Linked DNA regions of Mus musculus: regions 2 and 3 are each linked to region 1. A link is a contact called in public HiChIP or PLAC-seq and Micro-C data. All regions are on one chromosome and are shown on one strand. Each heading gives the region's core, a stretch centred on a gene start, on an enhancer-like site or on the middle of the called end of the contact. The rest is flanking DNA. Distances are from core to core; before and after follow the strand shown.

What was found. Hi-C and Micro-C count contacts between places; a contact is called where the count stands out from the background. HiChIP or PLAC-seq counts read pairs in DNA pulled down with a chosen protein or histone mark.
Region 2: a contact with region 1 is called in a Micro-C map of macrophages, with 5 times the contacts expected there. The contact joins two enhancer-like sites. A contact is called at or near these places in 5 of 484 Hi-C or Micro-C datasets (bone marrow-derived dendritic cells, bone marrow-derived macrophages, cortical neurons and 1 more) and 2 of 115 datasets of contacts at active chromatin or transcription factors (bone marrow-derived dendritic cells and fibro-adipogenic progenitors).
Region 3: a p65 HiChIP or PLAC-seq map of bone marrow-derived dendritic cells shows a contact between it and region 1, with 3 times the contacts expected there. The contact joins two enhancer-like sites.

What each region holds. Positions count from the first base shown.
Region 1 is chr11:64,494,130-64,498,541 of GRCm38.p6, reverse strand. The region is part of intron 1 of Hs3st3a1 (heparan sulfate (glucosamine) 3-O-sulfotransferase 3A1); the gene reads right to left. Among named protein-coding and RNA genes, the nearest start is that of F930015N05Rik, 60 kb to the right of the region's middle. Within about 2 kb of position 2,096, at least 24 of the 459 cell types and tissues checked have an H3K27ac peak or open chromatin away from gene starts, as enhancers often do. A contact at or near this core is called in bone marrow-derived dendritic cells and macrophages, where this site is marked.
Region 2 is chr11:64,658,155-64,662,566 of GRCm38.p6, reverse strand. No RefSeq gene overlaps it. Among named protein-coding and RNA genes, the nearest start is that of Gm30305, 59 kb to the left of the region's middle. Within about 2 kb of position 1,861, at least 3 of the 459 cell types and tissues checked have an H3K27ac peak or open chromatin away from gene starts, as enhancers often do. A contact at or near this core is called in macrophages, where this site is marked.
Region 3 is chr11:64,625,114-64,629,525 of GRCm38.p6, reverse strand. No RefSeq gene overlaps it. Among named protein-coding and RNA genes, the nearest start is that of Gm30305, 92 kb to the left of the region's middle. Within about 2 kb of position 1,920, at least 12 of the 459 cell types and tissues checked have an H3K27ac peak or open chromatin away from gene starts, as enhancers often do. A contact at or near this core is called in bone marrow-derived dendritic cells, where this site is marked.

The DNA.
Region 1 (4,412 bases), core at 847-3,346:
GTAGCCAGGAAGAGGAACCAGTCCAGATGTCCACCAACAGAAGGATGGGTAATGAAAATGTGCCATATACACACAAAGGAATTTCACTCAGCCATAGAAGTATTGAATTTACAGGAAAAAATGATGTATTTGTAAAGCATTACATTATATGAAGGTGGCCCAGAAAGACAGGTATAGCCTGTTCTCTCTCATGTACATAGTCCAGCATCATGTATGTGTGTGTGTGTGTGTGTGTGTGTGTGTGTGTGTGTGTGTGTACACACACACACACACACATAAGTTTAGGTGACCACAGGCTATGAGACTAGGAAAGAGACAACAGAAGGGAAAGATATGTGCTGGAAGAGGTGGGGTAAGCAGCATGCATACCATGCAGTGGAAAGGAGGATGGGAGAGTGAAGTGGTAGGGGCTGATCTGGGAAATAGGGAGATGGGAAAGGGAGAGCAACAGAAGTAAATTTTGAATAACATCTTAATAAAACTTAGTGTTGTATATGCTGATTAAATTTTGTGGGTTTATTTTTGGTTTGGTTTGGGGGGTGGTTTTTGGAGACAGAGTTTCTCTGTGTAGCTCTGGCTGTCCTAAAATTCACTCTGTAGACCACATTGGCCTCAAACTTACAGAGATCTGCCTGCCTCTGCCTCCTGAGTGCTGGAATTAAAGGTGTGCACTGCCACCACACCCAGCAAAATGCTTTGAGGTTTAAGATGAATGAATCTGAGACAGGAGGAGGAGTCAAACACAAGCAGTCATACCAACTAAGACATTCACATAAAAACAGAAGGGACTAGAGCCTGAGTCTAAGACTCAAAGAGTCTTTAAAAGGCCCAAATGATGCTGTATCTATGTTTTTCTAACATATTTCCTTTCTATAAATACAGTGACCTAGCCATCTGTACCTGTGTCTCTGTGGATGATGGGGAAATAAACAAGGAAGATATAAAGTGATATAGTTCACACAGTTGTATTCTCAAGAAGGAAACAAGCTCGGTTAACTAAGATGTAATGATGTAAGGACGAGCCCTGCACTCTGGGCATTCCCATATAGGGGTTGGGCTTAAGAACAAAAAACATGAAGAATGAGAGGGGGGACACACAGATAACAAACCAAACAGGCACAGGGAATCATTGTAAGAGCAATCCATGAGAGACGGTGTCAATCAAATGTCTAACTCTGCAAAGACAGAAGTAAAGATGCTGAGCCATCAGAAGACATGATCACTGGCATGCCAAAAGCACATTTCCAGGATCTGTGTCCGTCCCCAAAAGATGAGGTTCATTGTTATTGGAATGCCCTGTCTTCACCATGATCATTTGAGACACCACATATGTATGCATGCACATATGGAAGCCAAAGGTTCATGTTGGGTGTCTTCCTCCACCACTTTGCTTTCTACCTTATGCTTTAAGATAAAGTCTCTCACTGAACCTGAAGCTCCTGTATTTGTCTAGACTGTCTGCCAGCAAGCACAAGAATGCCTCTTTCTCCCCATACAAGGTGCTGGAGTTACTGGAGTACACCACCATTCCTGGCTTTTACATGAATGAGGAGATCTGGTCACAGGTCCTCATGCTTGACCCAGCAAACACTTCACCCACTGAGCTGTCTCTCCAGCGCTGAGGAGGATGGGAAAAAAATCCCTAAGCCACAAACATGTTTTCCTTCAAACTATTCACTGACGCCCGTGCATTCTTTGGGTTAAGATGTGTAATACCAACTTCCTGTTTCTTCTTTGAGGCAGACTGTTTGCTCTCTAGTTCCCTGTGAGAGTTAGTTTTGATTTTTTTCTTTTGTTGTTTTTGTTGTTTTGTTCTGATTTTTTGCTTATTTTTCTCCATATCTTTTGATCAAATATTTTCTTTTAGAATCAGGAGACTTGTGGGGCATTTTCATTATTCCTGATGTCCAGTACATCTTTTAAATTGCTGCTTGAACTCTAGAGAAAATAAATCGGATATTTTGTCACTCATTTTATGCTTTAATTGTGCATCACAGAAGGACACAAAAGAATGACATTCTCACTCTGTCTCCTCCAACTGAGCCTGTCCTTTGAAAGACACAGCCTTACGTCTGATCAGGTTTCTCCCTCCTGACCTCTAAGGCCACCAGAGGTGAATCTATAGTTGCCTATATTTAGCCCTAAAAGAGATTCTTCTTTGCCCTACCCCCCACCTTGACTTCTTGTGACATCTGTCCAGGGTTGAAGAGAAGAGAAATATTACTTTCTTTTCTATGATTTCCTTTGTCAAGCTGAAAGTCAGATAAATATCCCGTGGGGAGGAAGTAGGGAGTGGGTGCAGGAAATAGTATGCCAAGAAGGAAGTTAGAGCAGAGTGGAGAGGTTGGCTGCCCTTTATGTGACCTCCAGGAAGGGTCTGAGGTCAGCCCCTTGGACCTCGTGGACCCTGAGATTGTCATCTGCAGGTCTGAGTGCCACTGACTTGCCCTGGCCCTTCTGTCTTCACTGAGTGGTCTCAGATCTGACCTGGTCACTGCACTGCAGCCTGCTGTCCCTTGGGCCCTGGTATGTGAGCCTCTGGCTGCTTCTCACCATCTCTCGTAGGAGAGGCATTCCATTCTTGGCTCCTAGATTGATTGCAGTTCTTCTGCACAGCCTTCTCTGAATGCTAACTGAGAGAGATCTTTGACCTGTGGACAATGACAGTCTGCTTCATGACAGACAGTACATTTTCTTTGTTGATAACCGTTGGTTCAGTTTTTATCCTGGGATCTCAGAGAAGAGCAGACACACAAACTATAAAATTTAAATCTCTACACTGAGCTGGGAGGCATCGCCAATTCTCACTGTTTTCATATTTGGGGTTGGGTCAAGCTATGGATTGGAAGTGTTTATCCCTAGGTATTCACAACTGGCTGCTTGATCCCCAGTATAGTGGCTTCTTTAGGAGGTGGGACCCAGTGAGTGGTTAAGAAGTCCCAACTTCACAACTGCATCAGTGTTGACCCAAGGGAGTCTTCCAGGGGTGAGAGCTCTTCCTAGAGGAGCTGTTGTAAAGCCAGATGACCAGCATGGTTGGCTCCTTCTGCACATGGCAATTTTCTCTACCACGTTGTGAAACAACCTAGAACACCCTTACCAGGATGCCAGCCTTACTAATTGGACCTGGAGCCACCAGAACCATGCTTTCTTTATAAACGCTTTCTTTATAACCCCAGGCTCTACTTATTTTGTGATACCAACAAAAACTAGGCTAAGACAGTCATTTCTTTAAGATATAAATAAATTTGAAACAATGGACTCTTTCCAGCACAGGGTACAGATAAATTCAGAGAAGTAGGTAGGGGGACCTCACATCTTTGATCTATGGTCTCCCATCAAGAAGTCACACATAGCATCTGTCACCATTCTAGGGACAGGGGACCCTATGCCAGGGATTCCTCGATCCTGGCCACAGATGCCAGCCCCATGTTCATTCTGCATCTTCCCTCTGTACCCCATGAACCAAGACTGTGTGTGTGTCAGAAACAGTGTGTCAGGAACAGAGAACAGATGGTCTGTGTCTGTCCTTACCTTCTATCCCTCACCTTTGTGCTTGTAAATGGATTCTCCCCTGCCCCACTGGGGTTTAAAGATTCAGAACAGGGGCCTGCTGGATTCCCAAAATGATGCTCTAAAGAAAGATGAGGGAGGGCATGAAACATGAGGAAGAGAAAGCAAGGATGCTCCAGGGACACAGAGTTGATTCTGCCTAATTATACTTTTTAAATCGCTCTAATTGTTCTGTTTAATTATTGATGTGGAAAGTGTTTCCTTGTAGAGGGGGAGTTGAGTAATCAGTAGCCCTGAGGACCCGCAGCCAGACATCACCTGCTCTGGGCCTGGTAATTAAGGCATTACCAGTCACCACTCAAGTGGTCCAGGCCCCTGGGAGGCAGCTCCCTCCCCCAAGAGCAGGAGGATGGTTCCACCACAAGGCACACACAGGGACTTTGGAAATGCCCTGAAGTTTCTTTCCTGAGAACAGAGAGGGAGAAAGATGCTTTGGTTTACTCCTAATCTGCTCACTGATCTTCTTTCTTTTACTAAAACATCTTTACAGACCACCTCCAGTCCCTCCAGTCCCTCCAGTCCACCCCTTGCTCCCCTTCATTATCTGTAACTGTGTGGATTTCAAGTAACAAAATTCAACTATTTCGTGGCAATAAACACTGTTTTTAGTGTCTAAGAGGAGCTCAAGGACCTAGTCAGGCTTTAAAGGGTTTTCTTGTTTTCTTATCCAGTACCTATGCCCCTTGGTGACCAGGGAAGAAGCAGTGCATAGGGGTAGTTAGAAAAATGGACACTGACACATGCTATTGGTAACAGAGTAGAGGTGGGGAAGGTTGAGTTGGCCGCTAGGATTTGATGCGAAGTTCAGTTCAGTGTGGATCAGATCCTCCAAAGCAAGG
Region 2 (4,412 bases), core at 612-3,111, 160 kb before region 1:
AATTTCCAGGGCATTCATTTCTGGCAATAGAATGATATTTTTTTAAGTTCTTCAAGCAGCTGGAGAGCTGCTGCTAAGAACACTAGCTACTCTTGCAGGAGACCCAGGTTTATTACTCAGCACTCACGGGACAGCTCACAACCGTCTGTAACTCCAGTTTCATGGGATCCAATGCCCTCTTACAGGCTTCATGGGCACTGTAGGGGTACAGAGGTCAGATATGTGAGCAAAACAGCCATACATGTAAAATAAAAATAAATCCCTTTAAAAATAAAAACCCTTAAGCCCATAGTCCAATCAATTCCGCTTTTCTTTAAAATGCCTTTCTTTCTTACTATATTTAAAATTTAAGAACAGTAAACTTGCATCTTAGTAGCGATGTAATTACTGGCAATATCCAGGAGCTAATGAAAAGAGTGGGTTATATAACTACGAACAGAAAAGAACATTTTGGTAAGTTACATGGAAATATTTTCCTGGAAGAAATAATTTACATTTTAAAAAACGAATAGACTCTGTTTAAATAAATGTAAATGAGATAAAATGCTTATAAAAGTTCCACCTGGTTTGGGGAAACTTAATATGATTATCTTAATATTTATCAATGGACCAGGTATTGAAGGTAAGAAACCCCTCCCCAGTTTGCTTGAATGGAAGTAAACGCCACCATGTAAAAAGCTCTTTTGGTGATATGGTATGATATTCTTCATTCTGGTTGTCAAAACTATAAACAAAAGCTAATAAAAATAAAGTGGATGTTCTTACTTACTGCCTGGGTTAGTTTTTCATTAACCTGACATAAGTAGGAAGAGGTAAGAAATGGCCTCCATCAGACTAGCCCATAGAGAAGACTGTGAGGCTTTTAAGGAAAAAAAAATCCTGATCAATGATTGATGTATGAAGGCCCAGTCCACTGAGAGCAGTGTCACCTCTGGGCAGGTGGCCCTGGGTGTACAAGAACACAGACTGAGTGAACCATGGGGGCAAGCCAGGAAGCAGTGTTCTTTCACAGCCTCTGTTCCATCTGCCTTGACCTCCTTCTCTGACGTCAAATCCTGTTCTTCCCCAGGTGTATCACAGCAACAGAAAGCAAACTTATCTAAAATCTCAGATTAGCCATTTTGGAGAGTTAAGCAGACACACCAAGGAATCTGGTCATAGATTCTCAGAGATGGTAAAGAGTGAGAAAAGAATGAAGACAACTGGGATTTCTTTGCTGCCTGGTCCCAGGACACACATTAGCTGTGTCTGGTCATAAGGGATGTATGTGGATTCAGACAGACCTCAGCTCTGAACATTAGTTCCAGATTAGATACCATTTTCTCATCTTTAAAAGGAATGAGAATCAGGAATCAGGGTCAAATAGAGACTCAGAAGAGAAGTAGGTATATTTCATGAACTAATATCCCTTCAGTAAGTTCCAGAAAACCACCTTCATCACACATCACATTAGTCAAAAATGAGTAAAGGTACATGCAGATTCCAAGAAGACTAGAGATCTTATCTTTTGTTGAGCATCCTAATATACAATTAATATTCTAGGCTAGGATATTTCTCAATGGCATAGCATTTTCCTAACATGTTCAATATCCCGTGTTCAACCCACCAAACCACAGACAGTCAAAAAGAAACACAGTCAACATTCTTCTGTCACGTATGACATTGAGGGTCTTAGAACCCAACAGACAGGCTCAACCATCAAAGAAACATAGGACAGGAGGTAGAAGTTAACACATTGAAGTGCAGGGTTCAGACACTTAGTCATGACATTCTCTCTGAACCAGGCACAAATGAAGGCACCCCCTGGCTCCCTGGCCATGGGTGAGATATGGAATTCACTGTGACAAATTCCTCCTAACCCTTTCACCCAGAGGCACTGTTTCCTGCGACCTTACTTCCCATTTCCTCAGAGTCTGCTGAACAACACACTATTAGACAGTAAGTTTCTTTTCCTAGAAAATAATAGACAGAAATATTCTGTGGAGCCACAGACGGGATCCTGCTATAGATGATGATTTAATCTGCTGCAAAATTTAAATTTTAAATGATACCGTCCAGAACAATACCAATAGAGAGTGAGAAATTTCCCTTGATCCTCTTCTTCACTCACTGTAGTATCAAGTTTCCATATCATTTCATCCTAATTCATGTTACTATGACTCTCATTGCTGGGAGTTTACATACGTGTACTTTTGCATACAAAGCAAATGCTTGCCCCAATGTAAAAAGGAACTCTTGCTATCAAAACCCAGCAAACAACTGCTCAGATTTACTGGGTCTGTTTAGCCTAAGCCTCCTGCTTTGTTTTCTCAACAGCAATTGTCTCCATAAACCGTTAATCCCAAATTGCTCACTCGGCTTTCAAGAATTTCTTTCCTTCTTCTCCTTTAATCAGTGCAACCAAAGGAAACCACAAGTAATGTTGACTCTCAGGTATCAAAAGCCGTCTTCCAGGTCCATGACAGGTTGAATTGAATGTGTTCAACAGAGGATGCAAACTGATGCAGGGGAAGGTCTGGTACCCAGATGGCTTCCCCAGGCTTGTTTGGTCTTTCAATTGAGCCAACATACAACAGTCAAGATGTTTCATATACACATTAAGAGTCCTTCCTGCATTTTCTGATAATTCTGACAGTCCTTGACCCATGTACTTGCATGATATCAAGTAATGAACTGAGTACTGGCCACCATCTTCAGGGCAAACACTGGCTTTATCCAGACTCAGAGGTACAACCTTGACTCTGAGTTGGCTTGGCAGCATTTGCAAGCACATAAACCCTTCTTTCTGGTCACATCCTTATCAAAGAGAGAAAAAGTGAAGGATGAACATAGCAACACGTGTTTCAACAACAACAACAACAACAACAACAATCGGGTGAGCACACAACTCTGTGAAACCCTGGATTCCTGGATAATTGCTTATGACTCTGGCTCACACATGCTATGATCTTCATGGCACTGGAAGGTAGCTGAGTTTCAGACCCCTGTTTATGGCTCACGGTAGAAACCTGGCAGAGGCTCATCCACTAAGAGCAACCACCCTGTTCGTGACCTCCTTCTCTGACCTCCTGCTCCTTCTCCAGCACAGGACTGCTCTGTCCCTCTGTGGTGTTACCATCGGTTGGTGGTAAGCTACACTCCCCCCGGGAACTTTGCTTTCTAGTCTAAATCCATTCAGTTTTTACAACTGTTTTCTCTGCCCAGGGTTCAGCTGCTAATCAGAAGACCAGGACTTCACTTGACTGCCACAGCTTCTTCCTCTCGGTGCCCAGATTCCCAAGCACATTATGTGTGGCCCCTCTTTTCTGTTGTATGTGTCCTGCCATCTCCAAACTTACCCCAAGACAACTTGGATCCTCTGAGTCTGGGACCCAAGCCAATGACTGCTTTGATAATTCCCACATCAGCTACACTAATGGCTAGTGTCTTTCTAGCCATTCTAGTTCCTTTGTGGTCAGTGAGTGTGCCTGGCCCTTTAGCCACTTTTCAGGCTTTCTTGATCTCTTGGTTGTCTGAACACACCATGTGAACACATTCATCCTGATTTCCCAGCATCTGATGCTGAGCGATGACTTCCTTCTTTATATTTCTCCCTATCAGCACTAGATTCTCTCCTGTATAAGGTTTATTGTTATTTATAATTCTTACTATTGCTTATATCTATATGTCTCTAAGATACATACATACACACACATGCACACACTCACACACACATAATTATTCAAATATATGCTATACCTTAGATAAATGTTCATCATACTGAAAATTAACCCAACAATTAGTATGCTGTGGATTGTCCCTATGGTTACTGTAGCCCGGGTTTTAATAACCCCTGCCCTCCCCCCCACCAACGGCTCACGTATTGGTGACTTTGTCTCAGGATGAGGCTACTGGAAGGCAGTGAAAGCTTGGAGGCTAGTGAGAGGTCCATGAGTCTTCAGGGGTGTAGTTCCCTTGCTCTCCCCTGAGTTCTCATAAACATCACTGCACAAAGAGTCAACCCAGCCCATCTCTCCTTTGCCTCTGCTCCATGTACAGCTGTAGCCATTTTGCACCTCTAGACGTTCCTGCCACGGTGTGCTACTGACAGCTATCCCCAACAGGGGCCAAACAAGTATGCCTTCCCAATCTTGAACTTTGAACCACCAAAACTAAGTGAAGCCAACCTCTTTATATGCTAGCTACCTCTGGTGACAGGCTCACACCATCAGGCCCAGTTACTGTCTTTATTTTTGAAATGAACATTGTAAGGCTCACTGGAAGCTAGGGCCTGGAACATGCCTTTGTATCCACATCAAGAAGCTTCCAAGTCCCTGGGCGGTGGTGGCGCATGCCTTTAATCCCAGCACTTGGGAGGCAGAGGCAGGTGGATTTCTGAGTTCGAGGCCAGCCTGGTCTAGAGAGTGAGTTCC
Region 3 (4,412 bases), core at 671-3,170, 130 kb before region 1:
TCCAAGCATCTCATCCCCACCCTCCTGCATTTGACAGCTCTGTTGTTTTTCCTCTGTCATACTGATGTGGACATTTAAATTGGCTTTCTTATTCATTTCATGAAGTGAAAGATTTTTCATCTGCCTCAAAAATAATTTTGAATAAACTCTGTTGCTTTAGGTCTAATATTGGTTTGATTTTCATGTAAATGTAATTGACATTTTAAAGTTCTCCTTCATAATATTTATGAGTCTGCGCTCTTTCCCTCATTTCTAAGTGTTCAGACTTTGTGCTGCTTCCAGCTGTTAATTTGTAGTTTTCTTTCACACTGCGACCACATGAGAGAGTCTGTGCATTCTTTCCCTTGCAGAAACCAATGAAGGTGGAGATTATGATCAATTTTGAAAAATTCCCCTTAGGCTTTGTAAAGAATATGCATCCCCTGTTGGCTAAAAACTTTGACATATCTAGTTCATCAACCTTATTTCTCTTATTACCCAATTAGATGTGTTATGTCTGCTTGACTGAATGTGGTATGCTCAAACCATCAGCTCTCATGTTTTGCTAATGCTGTCTACATATTCTCCATATCAGACTTAGACTTCATGAAGACATTTCATTGGAGGGATATGTTTCGTGCCAGACATATCTGTTTGCGGTTGATCAATATTATTGAACTGAAATGATTTATTTCCCCTTTGATGTATTTCCACCAGGACCATGTTTTTAATACTGTCTAATGCAATGTTGTCATTTTGATCTCATTGGTACTTACATTAACCTAATATATATGTGGGTAGTATGTATAAGGACATTTAGTACAGACCAGGGTCATACATATAATATACACATATATACATACATAGTGTTCATGTATGTATAGCATCACTTTGCACTGTGTGAGTTACATATATACTAGGTAAATATGGATATGTCTATGTATACACATATACACACATATATTTTTGTGTGGGACTATGTTGTGATATTTCCCTTACTTTTGTTGTCAAATAGCTGAAATTCTTAATTTCTGATGCTTGCCATTTTTAAAATGTTTTGAGTGAGTTTTAGATTAGTAGGAGATTTTTAAACAGACAGCAGTCTGCACCAAACTTCCCCTAGAATTGCATGACCATGACTGACACAGTATTTGACTGTCCTCTCTTCCCATTTCGTGCTACTGTTTCTGGGTCCAGATTACATTAATACATTTTGTTGCTTGTCATTTCTCCTTGGGCTCCTTCAAGCTGTTATAGTTCCTTAATCTTCTGTGTCTCATCTCACCTCCTTCTCCATTTTGATGACTGATTCTCTCGAAGAACACTGTTCAGATGGTAGAATGTGGTCTTTTCTGGAGTTTCATAAGCAGAGAAAAATTCTAAAATGTATACATGTCTGGGTAGATCCCAGGAAGACAGTGTTTTTATGTGTATATGTGGAGAAAGTTTAGTTCAGATCAGAACCATCATAATCCATGTGTTTATGGCTCTTGGCCTCCCAAGAGGCCCTGTTAAAACGTGGTGAACACCCTAAGGCTGTCCCTGTGGGTCTTTGGGTCACTGGATCATGTCCTTGGCCCCTACCTCTCATAACTCTTTTGTCCCTAACCATGAAATGTGTGGCTTTCATCTGCCACATTTTGATGCTCTCTGAGTGTAACTACTACACAGCCTGAAGATGACAGGACCAATCAATCAATCATAGACAGTGACCTTCAAAATTGTGATCAAAAGAACTTTTTTTTCTCTTTCTAAGACAAAAAAAAAAAACTCCCTGATTGAACTCTCACCAGCACAGAGATCAGGACTAAGCCTAAGAAAGAAGTGTATTTAATCTTTAATCATAACAGAATTTCCAGAGGATTCACTATTGTTCCAGTTCCTCTAAAAACCCAGATGTAAGCCAGGAAGGCACTGCTGACATCAACAGCACTGAAACTCCACAAACTGAAGCTGATAGACTTAGCTAAAATTAGGGTGTTGGTGAATGAGACGTCACGTACGTCAGACAGAGTTGGTTAAGTGGTTCTTGAGCCGAAGCCTTTGTGGAAAGCTGACTGGCATTTTGGTTTCACTACAACAGCTGATTCAACATCAATACAACCTCTGTTAGAAATGGGTGGGAAGGTATGTAGCTTCCACTCACAGCCAGACAGTGTGGCGACAAGGAGAATCTGGGACTGGCCAGTGCTGGCCCTGTGTGTAAGCCGGAACTTGTACATAGATGCTGGGGCACTGCCAACCCTGAGTGCCTGAATTCCAAGAGTGCTGCTGAACAATGCCCCGAACCCAGGAAGTCAGGAAGAGGAGTCTGAGCTTGGAGAGAAGTGATCTGGCAGAGGTTCTAAAGACTGCAGAGGACTGCTTGGCTTCGACACTTATGTTTCTCTTTGAATGTATTTCTGGAAAATAAAGTCTTTGGGTTGGGAGTTTCATCTGCAGAATCATGTGCTAATGGTACTTGGAAATTAGGCCTTTAGTTGGTATGTGGGATTGGATGAGACTCTGTTGTTAGGGTTCCACAGCAACACAGCCACATCATGAGAATAAGAAAATGAGCTGAGCTCGGACTCTTTGTCTTTCGACATTATCCTCTGCTAGGTAGGAAACCATCGCCAGATGCCAGTGAGAGGAGAACGTTTCTCAGCCTCCAGAACCATGTACTAAATAACTTTCTGTGCTTTATAAATTTCCCAGACTGTGGTATTCAGTTGTAGCATCAGAACATGGTTGTCAGAGTGACCACCCTGTCTTTGCTCTTCAGCAGGTGTGAATGAAATATATTAGCAGGATAAGTTAAGAATGTCTCATGCAAACTAGTTGCTAACTTATGGTTTATTAAAAGTAGTATGTGAATACACTTCTAAATGACGAGATGTTATGTTAAGATGTAGTGAACACAACCATCTTCATTCCAAACACTTCGTTTGAAACTCTACTTTCTTGAAATTACTTGATAAAAAGTACATTGTGTAACATACCCTCTCTTCATGAATATCCTTGTACATGGGGAGTGAAGATGGGATTTTAGTTTGATGGTGGGAGGGGATTGAGGAAATGTGTAACACAGAGTCAAGCATGAGTCTATATTGTGTTTCTTTCAGCGGTTAAATGGACTTCATATTACCCTCTCCCTAAGGACTGCTCATATGGAAGTGTCAAGAGATGTCAGTTGGCCCCCGCCCCAACTGACAGTCATAATAGTAAACACAGGCAGCTCCATAGATCGGGAATCACTCTGACACAACTGACGAGTTTATCAACACATCAGCACAACTCTGTCAAGCCTTCCTAATTTACACAACAGGTGCGCAGTGGCTTATGGGTGAAATGCTTCCTTGTCAGGGCTCATAGCAGCCCCAGGATGACCTATGATTAGAAACAGTCATTGAGGTCCTGTTTTTAGCAAACGTAAGTTACCTGCTCTGAATTTAAATACAGGCATCCAGCTAACAATGAAGACCACTCACTTTTCCAAGACATGGATCTTCTGAAAGAGCTGGAGAACATCAAGAAAATGGATACAAAATTGGCAGAAATGAGAAAGCAGCCACTCCCAGTGGACACTGATTGCACGACCTCTTTTTTTTTTTTTGGTTTTTATTTTGAGACAAAGTTTTTCTGTTTCCCTGGCTGTCCTGGAATTTACTTTGTAGACCAGGCTGGCCTCAAACTCAGAAATCCGAATGCCTCTGCCTCCCAAGTGCAGGGATTAAAGGCGTGCGCCACCACCACCCAGTTTGCACAATCTGTTTTCTTGTCTATAAAATGAAGGTTCCACTATGCATCCATTGATCCATTCTTCCCCTTCAGGGGAGAAGGTTCTGGAAATTGAGAATATTGTCATCTGAATATTTTTATGACTCCCTGACAAACTGACACATTCTCATTTCTTTAAAAGTGTTAAGACTCAATCTCTGGTGCAGATTAGTGTGTGTGTGGCTACATGGATGACCCCCTATTATCAGCCTCTTTGCTTTCCTGCTGCCAGGATCATAGTCAGCAGCATTGCTTTGAAGACATACTTAGGAAATGTCCAAGAAGCCCTGCAATTAGTTAACATCATTATAAAGGGCTCTGCTTCTCTGTAGTGCCTTCCTTATTCACTCCTTAGTACTAAAACTCACATTGGGAAATATAGAAGTCTGCACAGTGCTGGCTTCTCAGGGACATACTTCCATGTCTAGGGTATAATCTGAGAGCTAAAACCGTCTCCAAAAAAATCCAAATAGACTAGACCTGAAGAAAGAGCAGGAAAGTTTTAGTACCAGGAAGCTGGGGTCAAGAGCAAAACAGAAGCTGAGGAATAGAAAATGAGTCCAATCACCAGAGAGGACACTGCATCCACTGCCATTTTACCAGGTCCGTGGCAATGTGGGAAGTGTTTCTCAAAAAGACTCCGAAGTCTGTTCTTATGCCCAATTGAGAGACAG